Regions from separate parts of the Canis lupus genome. Here region 2 is linked to region 1. Evidence: chromatin contacts called from public Hi-C data. All regions are on one chromosome and are shown on one strand. The core of a region is the stretch at or near the end of the contact, and the rest is flanking DNA. Distances in the headings are between cores, read along the strand shown. Region 1 holds the start of MRTFA (myocardin-related transcription factor A). Region 2 holds the start of TNRC6B (trinucleotide repeat-containing gene 6B protein).

What was found. A called contact is a pair of places that touch in the nucleus more often than the background predicts.
Region 2: a contact with region 1 is called in a Hi-C map of blood, with 11 times the contacts expected there. The contact joins the promoter of TNRC6B here to the promoter of MRTFA in region 1. A contact is called at or near these places in 3 of 9 Hi-C or Micro-C datasets (amygdala and blood).

Annotation. Positions count from the first base shown.
Region 1 is chr10:25,517,737-25,524,720 of UU_Cfam_GSD_1.0, forward strand. MRTFA (myocardin-related transcription factor A) reads left to right here and starts at 2,727. Exons shown (of 15, transcript XM_038550462.1): 1 at 2,727-2,945.
Region 2 is chr10:26,051,209-26,058,192 of UU_Cfam_GSD_1.0, forward strand. TNRC6B (trinucleotide repeat-containing gene 6B protein) reads right to left here and starts at 3,912. Exons shown (of 25, transcript XM_038550487.1): 1 at 3,689-3,912.

The DNA.
Region 1 (6,984 bases), core at 1,477-3,976:
AGCTTTCATCCGTGCCTCAGCTCTGATAGTTTGTTTTCATATTGGTTTTGTGTATTCTTGAGCAAGTTCTTTCGTGATCCTCCTGGTCAACTGCAGGGGATGAGCCAGGTAGTTCAGCAGCCTCCTTGCAAAGGAAACTTCTCCATATAGTGAGTTCCAACTAAGGTTCCAGGACTCATTCTGCTTGGACTGTCTTGGGCCACACACCTTTCCCTAAATCAATCATTGCAAATGGTGGTGGTGGTGGTGGGAGCACAAAGAGGAGGAAAGCAGTGCTCTGATGGGCCAGGACTGTCAAAGTGCTGCCCCTGGAAAGTAGTGAAGTCAGCCCCATGGCTACCATACTGACAGACAGTGGGGAGGACTGGTTCCCTAGAAGAAATTAGGCTCCTCTTACTAGAAGAAAGGGAATGTGTGCTGGAAGGACAAAAATAACACATGTTCCCAACAGATCTTGACGATCTGAAAGATGTCTACATGAAGTCCTCAGGATGGAAACCATAATTTGGCAAAATAAAAGGTGACTTCATCTTTATTGTTTTGGGGAAGGGCAGAAGGTGTGGAAAGGGGGGCATAGATGACAAATCTTCAAATATTTGGGATGTTGTCCTTATGAAGAGGGATTAGACATGTTCTCTGAAGGTTTAGGAGATAATTAGGACCTAGACTCAGAGGTTAGAGGGATGGATGTAGATTATCCATAAAATATAGACATGTAAATAAATAAGTAGCTTGTACATGCATATGGATACAAAATAATTGCAATTTAAATTGTCCAGAAAAGGAACAGACCTATTTGAGAGGTGGTAAGCTTGCCATGCCTCAGACTGGGAACAGGCTTATCACTCTTACCATGACTCATAAAATATGCTTGTGCTTCCTTCTCGCTTTGTTTTTTTCATAAAGGCTGTGTCTAGGTAGATATTATCTGGAATGCCCCGCCCCAGTCTTGTCTTGCAGAAACCTGCCCCACCCCACCAATTTCAAACCAGAGTACTTTCTCCTTTAAGGTTCACCTTTGTGTCCTCTTTTTAATCCTGACACTCGGGATATGCTACCTGGCATTGCAATCACCTCACCATTTGCCTTCATTCTCCCCAGTTTGGTGAACGCACCCGCTCAGCGTCTTACTCAAGAAATATCTGCTGAATAAATCATTTTATCCCGTCTTTTGTGGACCGATTCTTGCCTTGGAGGGAAGGTGTGTGACTAAGGGGCCACTGGGATCCCGCTGAACTTCAAGATTCTGTGCCCAGCAGCACCTTGCGCTAAACTTGAAGCTGACTTACAGATAAATAATTGGGAATATCCAGGGCCACTTTGGCTTTTGCAGCTGTCGGCTGGAGACGAAAAGGAGGCATTCTCTCTGACAGACCAACAGGCCGTCATGGTCATGGGAGATCTGGGGGAGAGCAGGGGATCATAGTAAGAATTCACTCTGGAACATTGAGTTGTCCCTCTCAATCTTTGGGCCTTGGCCTGGCTGCTCCTCCCGGAACCTGGAAGAACGTCTTACTTAGCTCCCTTCTTCCTCTAGCTACTGTTACTCCTCCTTCCAACCCTGCCAGGCGACACCATCCCGAGGAAGCTTTCGGGAAAGCACTTCCCCCCTCTTTTCCACCCGCCAAGTTGGAGTTATTTCTCCTTTTCTGGACTCCCTCCCATTGCGGGAGGAGAGGGAGCAAATGGCCTGCCGGCACCAAGGCACTTCCCACCGCAGATCTCGCTTTACTTGTTTCTCTCTCCCTTAAGTCTGCTTTCTCCTTGTTGAAGCCAACCGGGTCCGTGTGTGGCCTCCGCGCCTAATGCAGGAGACCCACGCGTGCACATGCGTGCATGCCCCCCGCCCCCTTTGCTACAGGAGAGGATGCCAGAAAGAGTAGGACATCAGCATTTTAGAATTTTGCAATTGCAAGAGTCGTCGGGAGTCACCTAGTGACACCTTCCCTTTTACAGATGTGCTTCCTGGAGTCCCCTGGGAGAAGCTTTTGGGTTCATTCAGCGCCTTTTCTTCCCGAGGCCCAAAGCACTTTTGCTGTTGATGATCTCAACCTTCTAGGCAGGTAGGGAGAAGTGGGTAGGTGTTAATATCCTCCCTTTTCCCCTAGGGGAAACTGACTCAGAGAAACGAGGCGACGGGCCTCGGTGGGGCGGGGGCTGTAACGGGAATTCAGGGCTCCGGGCCAATGTGGAATTTACTGTGCCTCCTCTGGGGAAGCGTGAAAGTGAAGTAATCAACTTACGAGCCCCAGGCGAGGACCCTTTAGCCCCTAGAAGGATCGGGTTGGGTCAGGAGGATTAATGCAGTTAAGGGCTCGCGGCATTGACCCCTTGGCAACTTGGCGAAGTCCAGCCGGTCCGCCGCCCTTCCCTCGGCGGGGTGACCAATGGGCTTCGGTCTCTTTAAGGCCCCGGCGCCCCGCCTCCGGCTCGTCGCCGACCTCCTCCCACCTCCCAGCCGCTGCTCCGCCAGTTCCAGACTTCCCTTGGCGATGAGGTCATCTTCTCGCTGCCCATTGGCTGCGCCTGGCCGTCAGTCACAGGAAGTCCCGCCGCCGTCCTCACCGCCTCCGTACCCCTCCCTTCCCGCCCTCCCTTTAGTTCTACCGTCCCAGCCTCCGCAAGGCCTCTGATTGGCCAGCGCCGCCGTCACTCTTCCAGCAGGCGGTGTGGGAGGCGGGAGGCGGGTGTGGTGGGAGGGGCCGCAGCTTCCGTGGCTGAGAGGAGCCGGCGGCGGCCGTGTCTGTGGTGTCCGAGGCGGCGGCGAGAGCGACCGTTCCATCCTCCCCACCCCCTCGGCTCCGCTCGCCACACACCCTCCTCTCGTGCAGACTTCTCCTCAGCTCCGTGCGCACTGGCGAGACGTTGAGCCTCGGGAGGGGAGACGCGCGGCGAGAGCCGGAGGGGGACCGCCGCGGAGCTCTGGCCGGGAGGAGCGCGAGGCGGTGAGTGAGAGTCCGGGCAGGGAGCCCCTCCCCCACCGCGGCCCCGCCCCGAGCATCCTTTCTCCTCGCGACCCCGCCGCGCGCCCTCGGGGTGTGTCTGCGCGGGCGTCGCCGCTCGGCCCCTACCCCGTCGCCGCTCAGCTCGCCCGCCCCTCGCCTCCCGGCCGGGTCCCCCAGCCGCGGCGGGCGTCGCGGGGCGCGGCCGTGCACCTGTGAGCCGCCTTGCCTGGCAGCGCCGGTGAGGGGATGAGGGCGGTCCCGCACCCTTTGCGCCCGGGTGTGTTTTGACCGCAGGGTCCTGGGGTCTTGTGCAGACCCTTCGGATCCATGTGCAATCCTAGGATTCCCTGGCGAGGGAGCCTCACCTGGACTTGTTGATTGATGCCTGTGTCGGCCACCTGAATGCCGCCAGGTGTAAGGGCTCTGGCCGATTTGAAACTTGACGGCCAAGAACTTGACCCTCTAAGAAAGTGTCAGGACGCTTTGATTCCACCTCCCACTCTGGCCGGTGCCGTAGGAAAGCACTGATACTCTGTAGTAGCTTGGGCTGGAGCTTTCAGATCAGGTTCGCCAAGCTGCCCTTCGCCGGCTTTGTAATCTTGGGCTTCGGTTTCCTCATCAGGAAAATGGGCATAAGACCTACTACATGGGATCATTGTGAGTTGAGAACGACGGGTAGATCGGTTTGTATTCAAGCACCGGCCCAAATTGGCTTTGTCCGGATCTCTGTTTTCTCACTATTATATAGCGTAACAAAAAGGCAGTTTGGTGGACACTCAGCTGTACTGGGCATGAGGTATGTGTATACAGGAATATGAAAGATGTCACTTAAAAATAATAATGAGATTACACCTAGCTTCTTGTGTTTTCACATTGAAGTTTGTAAGAAGTCTGAAATGTTCCCAGCTTGCCAACTTTTGAGATCTTTTCAAGATCTTTTCTACCTGAAGCCAAAACTCGTGACATACTATTTTTAGTAAAAAGTGAAATTCATGTATTTCATATTAGAGGACCCCGAAAACTCCACAAATTTCACTTAAGCAGTTTTACTGTTGAAAAGCAGCCACCTCCCAGGAGTGAGGTGGTACAGCCAGCTGGCACATGGCCCTGGGACTGCAGGGTGGGGAACCCTTGGCTAAAAGTTATTAAATTAAGTTTTGCTTAATGTCATTTGCATTTTTCATAGTGAATCAAAGAGCTTTATGATAGTTAATTAGTGAAATGATTTTAAAAGAGGCAGACCATTACTGCTTTTTTCAAAAGCCCGTGCAAAGAAAAACTGACTATAGTCTGTTCTAGTATTGGCTTCAGTTCTTTGCCAGTAACTGTTAGGAAGAGACCCTGTTTAGAAAGGCTTCCACAAGTCACATCTCTTTGGTTAAGTTTTTTATTTGGTGTAAAATCATGAGATGGAAGAGTAAGATGTATCCCATAATCCAAAAGTATTTATTGCAGACTTTCCACATCCTTTAGTCCTCTACTGACTGCTATGAGGAAGGGATTCAAAAGAAGTATGAAACAGCATCTCAGCCCATAAAGGGCAAAACCATAAAGTTTGGGTCACTCAGTACATTTGGGTACTATTTAAGTAATGACTTCATTCATTTATTCATTCAGTAAACTTGTTCCTTGCCTATAACATGCCAGGTATTTTTCTTTTTTTTTAAGATTTATTTATTTGAAGGATGCCTGGGTGGCTCAGCGGTTAAGTGTCTGCCTTTGGCTCAGGGCGTGATCCTGGAGTCCCGGGATTGAGTCCGGCATTGGGCTCCCTGCATGGAGCCTGCTTCTCCCTCTGCCTGTGTCTCTGCCTCTTTCTGTGTGTCTCTCATGAATAAATGAATAAAATCTTAAAAAAAAAAAAAAAAAAAGGATTTCTTTGAGAGTGAGAAAGAGCACAGAGGGAGAGGGCGAAGCCGACTTCCTGTTGAGCAGAGAGCCCAATACTGGGCTGGATTTGATCCCAGGACCTGAGATCATGACCTAAGTCAAAGGCAGACACTTAACTGATTGAGCTACCCAGGTCCTCCACCAGCTGTTTTTCTAAAAGCCGAGTTTATCAGGGTAAGTGAGGTATAGTCTCTGCTCATATGAGCTCACAGTCTATCTAGTGGGAGAGGCAGAAAGTGACAGATAATTGTAACACACTGAAATAAACTCTAGAACTGTATGGGAGGGTCAAGGGAGCTTTTCCTTTTCACTTCAAAGAGAAGATGGCATTTGAGCTGATCCTTAACTCATTAGATGAAGGAGAGGAAGATCATTCCAAACAGAAGTAACTGAGCTTGGAAAGATTTTTTTCTTTCTTTCTTTTTTTTTTGGAAATATTTCTTGATAGATCTTCTGACTGCAGGTATAAGCCCTAGGGAAGTGGAAGGAAACTGACATTTCTTGATGCCCATTATATAATAGGCATTAAGTTAGGCTTTTAATATTACCACTTAATTCTCACAACGACCCTATGAGGCAGGTATTACCTCCACTTTAGGATAGGAAGACTGAGGCTCAGCATAGTTAAATAATTTGTCTAAGGGTTGCACAGTTAGTGATAGAGCCAGGACTTGAATTTCTGATTTAAAAGTATGTATGCTCATTTCCTTTTAACAGTACAGAAATAAACGAGGTGAGACTGTTCCAGCTATATATATATGACATATATATGTCATATTACTACATAAATTACAAATTACTTTCTGTGAAATAAATGTTCATATTTGATTTAGAGTTGCTAAAACGTGTATAATAAAGGCTATCAAGTGGTATTTATGTTTATAAGTGTGGTGATATTTTCTAAGAAGTGGTTCATGGAAACATTTAATGGAAGACATTGACATATACAGATTCTATATGGGGCACTTAACAAAGCTATTAAACAGATATGGACTTTTCTTGAGGCCATAGCTTAAATATTTAAGTGTATAAAGAAAAGGATGGCCAATGAAATAGAAAAGGAAAGAGGTAAAATGGTTGTGAATAATGAATTTTTTTGAAAGGGCAATTAGAATTTTGAAGTCCTAATAACAGAGGTTTTTATATTTAGAGAACCCACTATGAACGGTAAACTCCACAAAGGCAATTTGTTTCTTTTATTCTGTTAGCTCAAGAGCAATTCTTGGGACATAGCAGATACTCAGTAAATATTTGTTGACTAAAAGGTGAATATGAATAAATACATATTTACAGTGAGTTGCATGTTTATGTAAATACTAAGGTTGATAGAATTGATTTAAGAACATTTTCGTCGGGGATCCCTGGGTGGCGCAGTGGTTTAGCGCCTGCCTTTGGCCCAGGGCGCGATCCTGAAGACCCGGGATCGAATCCCACGTCGGGCTCCTGGTGCATGGAGCCTGCTTCTCCCTCTGCCTGCGTCTCTGCCTCTCTCTCTCTCTCTGTGTGACTATCATAAATAAATAAATAAATAAAAATTAAAAAAAAAAAAAGAACATTTTCGTCTGCTGAAAAAAAATCTTTGGTCAGGAGGTTATATTTCAGAAGGTCTTGAAAGAAAAGAGGGAGGACACTGACAGGTTATAGATGAAGTGGTACAGGCATATACCATATAGGTATTAATAAACGCTTATACATTGGAAGAAAAGGAACATTGAATAAAGGGAATGGCCCACTGCACCATTATATATAAGTACTGTTTAATTCTAAGGCTTTAACAAATTTTGTGAATCAAATTTCTGCTCTTAAGGAACTTAGAGTTTTAGAGACTGTTAGGTGTGTTGCCTATTATTGTATAACATGTTACTCTAAAACTTAGTGCTTAAGATAACAGTAAACATCATCTCTCACGGTTTCTGTGAGCCAAGAATTTGGGAGCAGCTTGAGCAGTGGTTCAGGCTCAGGACCTCTCAAGGGATTGCAGTGGTGATATGTCATCTAGAGTTGCAGTCATCTGAAGACAGGCTGGTGGATCCTCTTAAGGTGGCTACTCAGATTGCTGACAAGTTGCTGTAGGCTATTGGTGGGAGGTCTCTCTTAGTATGGGCTTCTCCGTAGAACTACTTGAATGCCCTCAGTGCATGGCAGCTGA
Region 2 (6,984 bases), core at 2,662-5,161, 530 kb after region 1:
TATTATAAGGCCCTCTGAGTGTTTCAGGGTTGCAAGAAAGGAGGACGGCATCACCAAAAAATACAGAAAAATCTGATGGAAGAGCTGGTTTAGGAGGCAAAGTTGAACAAAACTTTAAACACATTGAGTATGAAGCAACAGTGAAGAATTCCAGCAGGTAAATATTGATGTCATTTTAGAGTATGGAAGAAAGGTCAGACATGGATATGCAGGTTAGCAGATACAAAGGCGATAATTTGAAGTCCCAAAACTAACATTTTCCAGTAGACAGAGAAAAGTAAAACAACAAAAGAGGCCTAATTCTGACCCTTAGTGTTTATCTATCTCTGGGATAGAAGTTAGGATGAAGGGGAATCAAAAGGAATATGGTCTGAGGAAATTTTGGGGGGATTATGGAACTGGTCTGTATCCTGATAGTGGTGGTTACATGAATCTATGCACAAGGTAACTAACATTCATGTATACATACCAAGAGCTAATGTTACTGTTATTTTTTAAATAGTTTTTTTTTTTTTTTTTTTTTTTTTTTTTTTAAGGAGTGGAGGTAGTTAAAAGGACTACTGCAGGGAGACATAACAGGATAAATCCTGAAAAGATGCTCTGGGAATTTTAACCATTAGGTAATTGGCAACCTTGGAAAAAACCTCAGTGAGTATTAAGGTTGGGAGCCAAGCTGCAAAGGTTCAAAGAATAACTTGAGCACTGAAGGGAAGCAGTCAGTACAGCCTCCTCTTTTAGAATTCCCGGAGGTGAAAAGAAGAACAGAATGGCACACAGCTCAAACAGATAAGGAGAACTGGGAGATCTAGCAAACTGGCAGAGCCAACCTTCCACAAGTTGCTCCATTTCAGTATTCTTCTAGAGCATGCATTTTGCACACGAACTACTTTTTTTTTTTTTTTTTTAAGATTTTATTCATCTATTCACGAGAGACACACACACACAGAAAGAGGCAAAGACACAGGCAGAGGGAGAAGCAGGCTCCATTTAGGCAGCCTGACGTGTGACTCGATCCTGGAGACCCAAAGGCGGAGCTAAACCGCTGAGCCACCTGGGCTGTAAACTATTTACTTTCTTATTGTCCCATTAAACTAAAGCTGCTAAAACAAACCCAAAGTGATTACATTTTTAACACTGCTCCTTAGCTAACATTTACTGCACTCCTACTATGTACCAAGCACTATCCTAGATACAAAGGGAGTAACGCCTGGTCCCTGGAAGATCCAGAGCACAGGATTTCTCACAATAGCAAGGTACTGGAGTGGAGATTTGCACAAAGGGCTCTGAAAGCCTTGACCTTCTGAATCAAATGCATTTTTATTCATCTTTATAAAAATCAAATAGGGAAGAAATGGAAACAAAGCTTAGATGTAATTTTGTAAAAATGTTCTTAATTTCTAAAAACGAAGAATGAGTTTAACTTAACATTAAATTTTTTAAATTTTTTATTTATTTATTCATGACAGAGAGAGAGAGAGAGAGAGAGGCAGAGACACAGGCAGAGGGAGAAGCAGGCTCCATGCAGGGAGCCCAACGTGGGACTCCATCCCAGGTCACCAGGATCAGGCCCTGGGCTGAAGGCAGGCACTAAACCGCTGAGCCACCCAGGCTGCCCAACATTAAATTTTTAACTTAGGTATGGACAACTTCATCACCAGTGGCACTTCCTATTTCTTTTCCTTTCTACTTTTCAGTGTCCTTTCTACCTTTCTTCCTCTGGATAATTTAGGAGGCAAAATGGAATAAGCACAGGCTTTGAAAACAGACACACTTAAAACTAAACCTATCCCTTAAAATTACTAGCCATGAGGCTCTTAGAGGGTCTTTTTCTTATCCAGAAAACAGTAATGACACCTATGTGACAGGCTTCCGGTAAGGATTAGGAAAAAATACATAGAGGCTGGCATGTGAGATGCATGCAGTAAATGTCAGTTAACATTATTACTATCGTTTCAACAAATGGTATTGCTCTGACTTAAAACACTTTTAAGTGCTTCTATCTGAATGAAGAAAAAAAAATATTTTTTCAAAGGCATGGCATTGATATGCTACCTCAGAAATGCAGCTTGGTAATTTCTTCTTCTTAAATCCTATCACAAACTATTCTGCTCAAATGCTGATGTTTGGGACAAGCACTCAGAGAAGGCCAAGAACCAAGAAAATATAAAGGCAGCATTATCATCATTGCTGTGTCTGTCCCAAGCGGGCCAAGCCAGTCTGATTTGTGTTCTGGATTCCTTAATGTAGGGACCTACTACATTCATATCCCTCTCACTACCTACCCACAGCGATACAGCACGCTGTAGAGGTGCAAACCAACGTGCTAAAAGTTCTGTCTTTAGAGAGGCATTTACATAACATTACCAAAACAATAAATATATTCTCAAAGCCAAGATCATTGATGCTTCTCCAAATCAACAGGAAGCTATGGTCCATTGAAAGTCCCCACAACTATGAAGGAAATAGCCTCTATTGTTAAACTTTCACAAAATGCTAAGATGCGAGATTTTTATACACCTTCTTTCTATACGCTTAACTCCTGGGGTGCGGGGAGGCAACCAATGACGTTTTATTCACTATGGAGAAATACCTCTCGCCAATTTTGTTGCATAATTTCGCTTAGACTGTAATACAAATGACCAACTTGAAATTCGTCTTATTCCTCGCACAATTTCTAGCATAGATGCTAAAGAGTAATAAAACAGCCAAAGGATCCACGAAGAAGCAAGGAATCTTGAGACCGAGGTCGGCACACTCTGCCTAGAGAACTGAGGATGGGCTGGTCCTTACTTAAGATGCCCAACAAGCAGCTACGGTTACGGGGCGACCTCGGCCACTTTGGGGTATCTGGCCCCCCGTGGGCTGACAAACCCACTGGTTTGGACCCAAGGGATGCCAACTCAGGGGGAGACAGGAAACACTCCTGGCGCCGGCTCGTCCCATTTCCTCGTGGAAAGCCTGGACAGCCTCTCGAAGGTGGCCACGCCGCAGGGCTCTGGGATGAGGGGCGCGACACCCCCTTCCCCGGCCCGGATTAATCAGGGGAACGCGTCCACGCTGCCACGCAGGTCCCGCGGTGCCGCGCAGGCAGCCACCGGGGCGCTCGGGGGCCTGACGCCTCCGTCTACCTGCCCCCCAGCCAGGCAGGGGGCCCGACGCGCCTCCGAGGGCCCCCCGCTCTCCGCCGCCACGGGGAGCCCCTCCCCGCCCTGGAGGCGCCCCCCCGCCCAGCGACGGGAAGCGAACCCGACTCGACCAGCCCACCCGGAAGCCCTCCCCCAGCTCACACCTGCCGGCGCGTGACGCCCAGAGCCGCGCGCGCCCGCCCGCCGGCCCCGCCATTCGGGGCGCCCCTGCCCTGCGCGCGGGACGTCGCCCGCGTCCCTCCCCGACCCGGGGTCAAACCCACCGCACGCCCGCCCCCACGGAGCGCGAGCTCCACGCCGCCGCCGCCGCCGCTGCCGCCGCCCCCGCCCCCGCCGGGGCCCGCGCGCGCTCCCGCCCCCTCCGGCCCTGTCCCCGCCGCGCGCGCTCACTCGCGAGGACACGCACACGCTGCGCCTCAGCTTGACAGGCCGGCCCGCGCCGCGCGCTCCCGCGGGCGTCCTCGCCCACCCGGCCGCCCCGCTCGGACTGGGCGGTGCGCGGGGGAGGGGAAGGGCGGCAGTGGCCGTCGGTCCTCACTCACCGCCGAGCCGCGCCGGCTCCGAGTGCGCGGCGTTCCGCTGTGAGGCGATGCGCTGCGATGCGCGCGGTCCCCGCTTCTCCGCAGGCTATGGAGGCGACGTAGTAGGGGGACTGAGGGGGCGCGGGGGGGTCACTCCCTCCCTCTTCACCTCCCAGAAACACGGGGACCCCAGAAACTAAAAACAAAATAAACAAACTTTCCCCTCCGCCTCCCTCCCCCAAAACCACAACACAAACACTCGGGGGCCCGCCCAGAGCCCCACTCCATTGGCCGCAGGGAGGATGCTTCCGGCTCTCACTGGCTGGCGCTTGTGCCCATCAAGCTGCTGTTCCGCCCCTCCGAGTCCTCGCCGCTGCCGTCGCCCCTCATTGGCCAAGCGCTTCCCGTTTGACGAGCTAGGATTGGCTGAGCCGCCTGCGCCAATCATTCGGGGACACACCCCCTCAGCATCCCAGAGGCCGCTTCCTTGGTCGCGGACCCGGAGAGGCGAAGGGGAAACTAGAGCATGATGGCGGCCGAGCTCACTTGGCGCAACCATCGTCTTTTTTCTTTTTTTAGCTCATGGGTGCCTCGCCCTCGCGCTGTCTCCCCTGAGCTCCTCTCTCCATCCAGTATTGCCTAATAACGGAATCTATACGCGCCGGCTCCTTGATTTATCCCCTTCGAAGTGCTGAGTGTGGGCTGGTTGTGCGTCATTGGACCGTCAGAACGTCAGTCCTTAGTCACATCTTCAAGCTATTGGCGGAACGGCCAGAAGCCCCGTCCAACAACAAGGACTGGTGCCATTGGTTCGACTCCACAGAGTTCTTTCCCGGTACCTTATTGGGCCGGGAGGCGCGTCAGTCAGACCTGGATGCTCCGTGCTCCGGGTAATTGTTTGCTTGGGAGTTTGGGGGACTCCGGTCGTTTGGCCCGCAGCTGACGATGATACTGACTGTCGTTTATTTTGTGCCTCCTTTGTGCCAACGACTGTCCTCAGTCCTTTACAGGGATTATCTGTTTGAACCTGTGGGTTTTACATTCTCTGAATTTTACAGATAGAAACGAAGGCTCTAAAGAGAATTAGGACACTTGCCCAAGGTCACCTAGATAGAAAGTAATTGGTGAACCTGGCACTGGTCTTAGGAGGCTGGTTCCAGAGCCTTCGCTCTTTTTCACTGGCGCCTCTCCCTTCGTCCCGCATCTTACCTGCCTGCCAACACAACGTCTTAAAAACGTTTCATTCCGAAAGCAAGTTCCCCCGTCAGTCTCTGGAGGTGACATTGTGGGAGACTAAAGTTACGGAGAGGTTGTTACTGCCGCCACCGCCTTCTCCCTGGCACCCGTTCCTCCCCACCCTAAAGTAAACCATCTTGGTGTTTCCCGACCAGAAGCCCATCTACTTCTGTGTTTATTTTCTCAGCTTTATAAATGAACATTTCTACCATCCTTGTGTGCCAAGCCTACCTCCTCAACCCTCCCTCATCTATCTTCCAGCTCCCTCTTTGGAGAGAGAGAGAGAGAGAGAGAGAGAGAGAGAGAGAGAGAGAGAGACTTCGAGAGCCAGAAACAAGGAGAAGGAGAGTTTAAAGAGAGATAAAGAATAAATTGCTTTAGAGATAAATAATTTATCACATGCAAATGGAACAGCCCTTCAGCTCCTGGGAAGCTTCCAGAGTGGCCCCTGATGCAGTGCAAGACGTGTGCTTCTGGCTCCTCGCCACTAGATTCTCTGTGGCAGCTTTCAGAGAAGTGAATCCAACATTCCAGCCAGGGGAGGGCAGGATGCTAAGGACCCACTGCCAAAGAGCCAGCCCCAGCCTCTGGGACAGAAATGATCTCCAGGAGCACAGCTCTGGACTCCAGCCCACATTCCGTCTCGGGTAATTAACATTTTACCATCCCAAATCCCCATCCCCTGTAGCTTCAGTAGGATCACCGCCCTTGTTTTACTTCCTGATCCAAGCTGTTGTGTAACCTCGTTGGCACTGCTTTAGTAATAAAACAACCACTGTAACACTGTAATGCTCAACACTGAACAGACTTTCAGCAGAGGAAGACAAGGCATTTCACAAACATCAATTAAGATTAAATGGCAGGTATTCCTAGGGTAACTGCCAGCAGAAGGACAGAAAAGAAAGATCATGAGTTAAATTCTAATTAAATGTCCTAAAGAACCTGAATCCTTATAACTACGGGCACATACCCCATACCAGCATTCCAATATGGGGCTTCTGAACCAGAAGACACTGTTCAGGATTCAAGACCTTCCTTATCTTCACATTGGTTCTTTGTAACTCTTTTAACCCATAAATCAGTGCTTGGTTTTATAGTTAATTGTTGGACACATCTGTGTGCCCCAACTTAGTTGTATGTTCCTTGAAAACAAATGGTTTCTGGGACACCTGGGTGTCTCAGTGGTTGAGTATCTGTCTTTGGTTCAGGGCATGATCCTTGGTCCAGAGATCGAAACCCACATCGGGGTCCCTGCAGGGAGCTTGTTTCTCCCTCTGCCTATGTCTCTGCCTCCCTCTCTCTCTCTGTCATGAATGAATAAATAAAATATTTTTTAAAAAAAGAAATGGTTTCTTTTTCATCTTTATATTGTTCTGATTATAAAGGTCCCCAAACAAATAATTATTCAGTAAATGTTTATTGAGTCTGTCAGCACTTTCCTAAGGTACAAGGGCTACACAGATGAATAAAACCTCTGACTTCAGGGACCTCCAGTCTGGTGGGGTTGGCCAAAAGGTAAAGATCATCACAGTGCAGATGGCTTGGAAGAACACAGGAAGAATATAGGACTCAAGCTTGGCAGGACAGAAATGGCTTCCCAGAAGTGACATCTACAAGGAGAACTAAGGGGTGAAATGCAGTTAGCTGGCCAAGAGGCTGATGACATGTGGTGACCTGTAATATTTGTTCTCTGTGGGCAGGGAGCAACAGAGGACTATCCAGGAATGGCCAAAGCCTGTTTTTCCTATAATCTTTGTGAGAGCCTTCACCTCATTGTATTTTCCCTCCCCAGGAGAAAACAGGAAGCTGGAAACCCTGTCGTGTTTGCCCACTTGAGAATAGGAAAATAATTTTCAAATAAGATTACTGTTTTTCCAATAATAAAAGTAACACCGAGTAAAGATTTCGGACAGTATAGAAAGTTTTAAAGTAGAGAATATAAGCTCTCCTAAATCCCTACTAGAGCCAACTCCTGTTAAAGAGAGTATCTTCCCAGACTCATGAATAGACACACATGTGGATTTCTTCTTCCCACAAATAGTGGGGTGTGGTTTAACATGTGCACTCTGAGAGCTCTCATT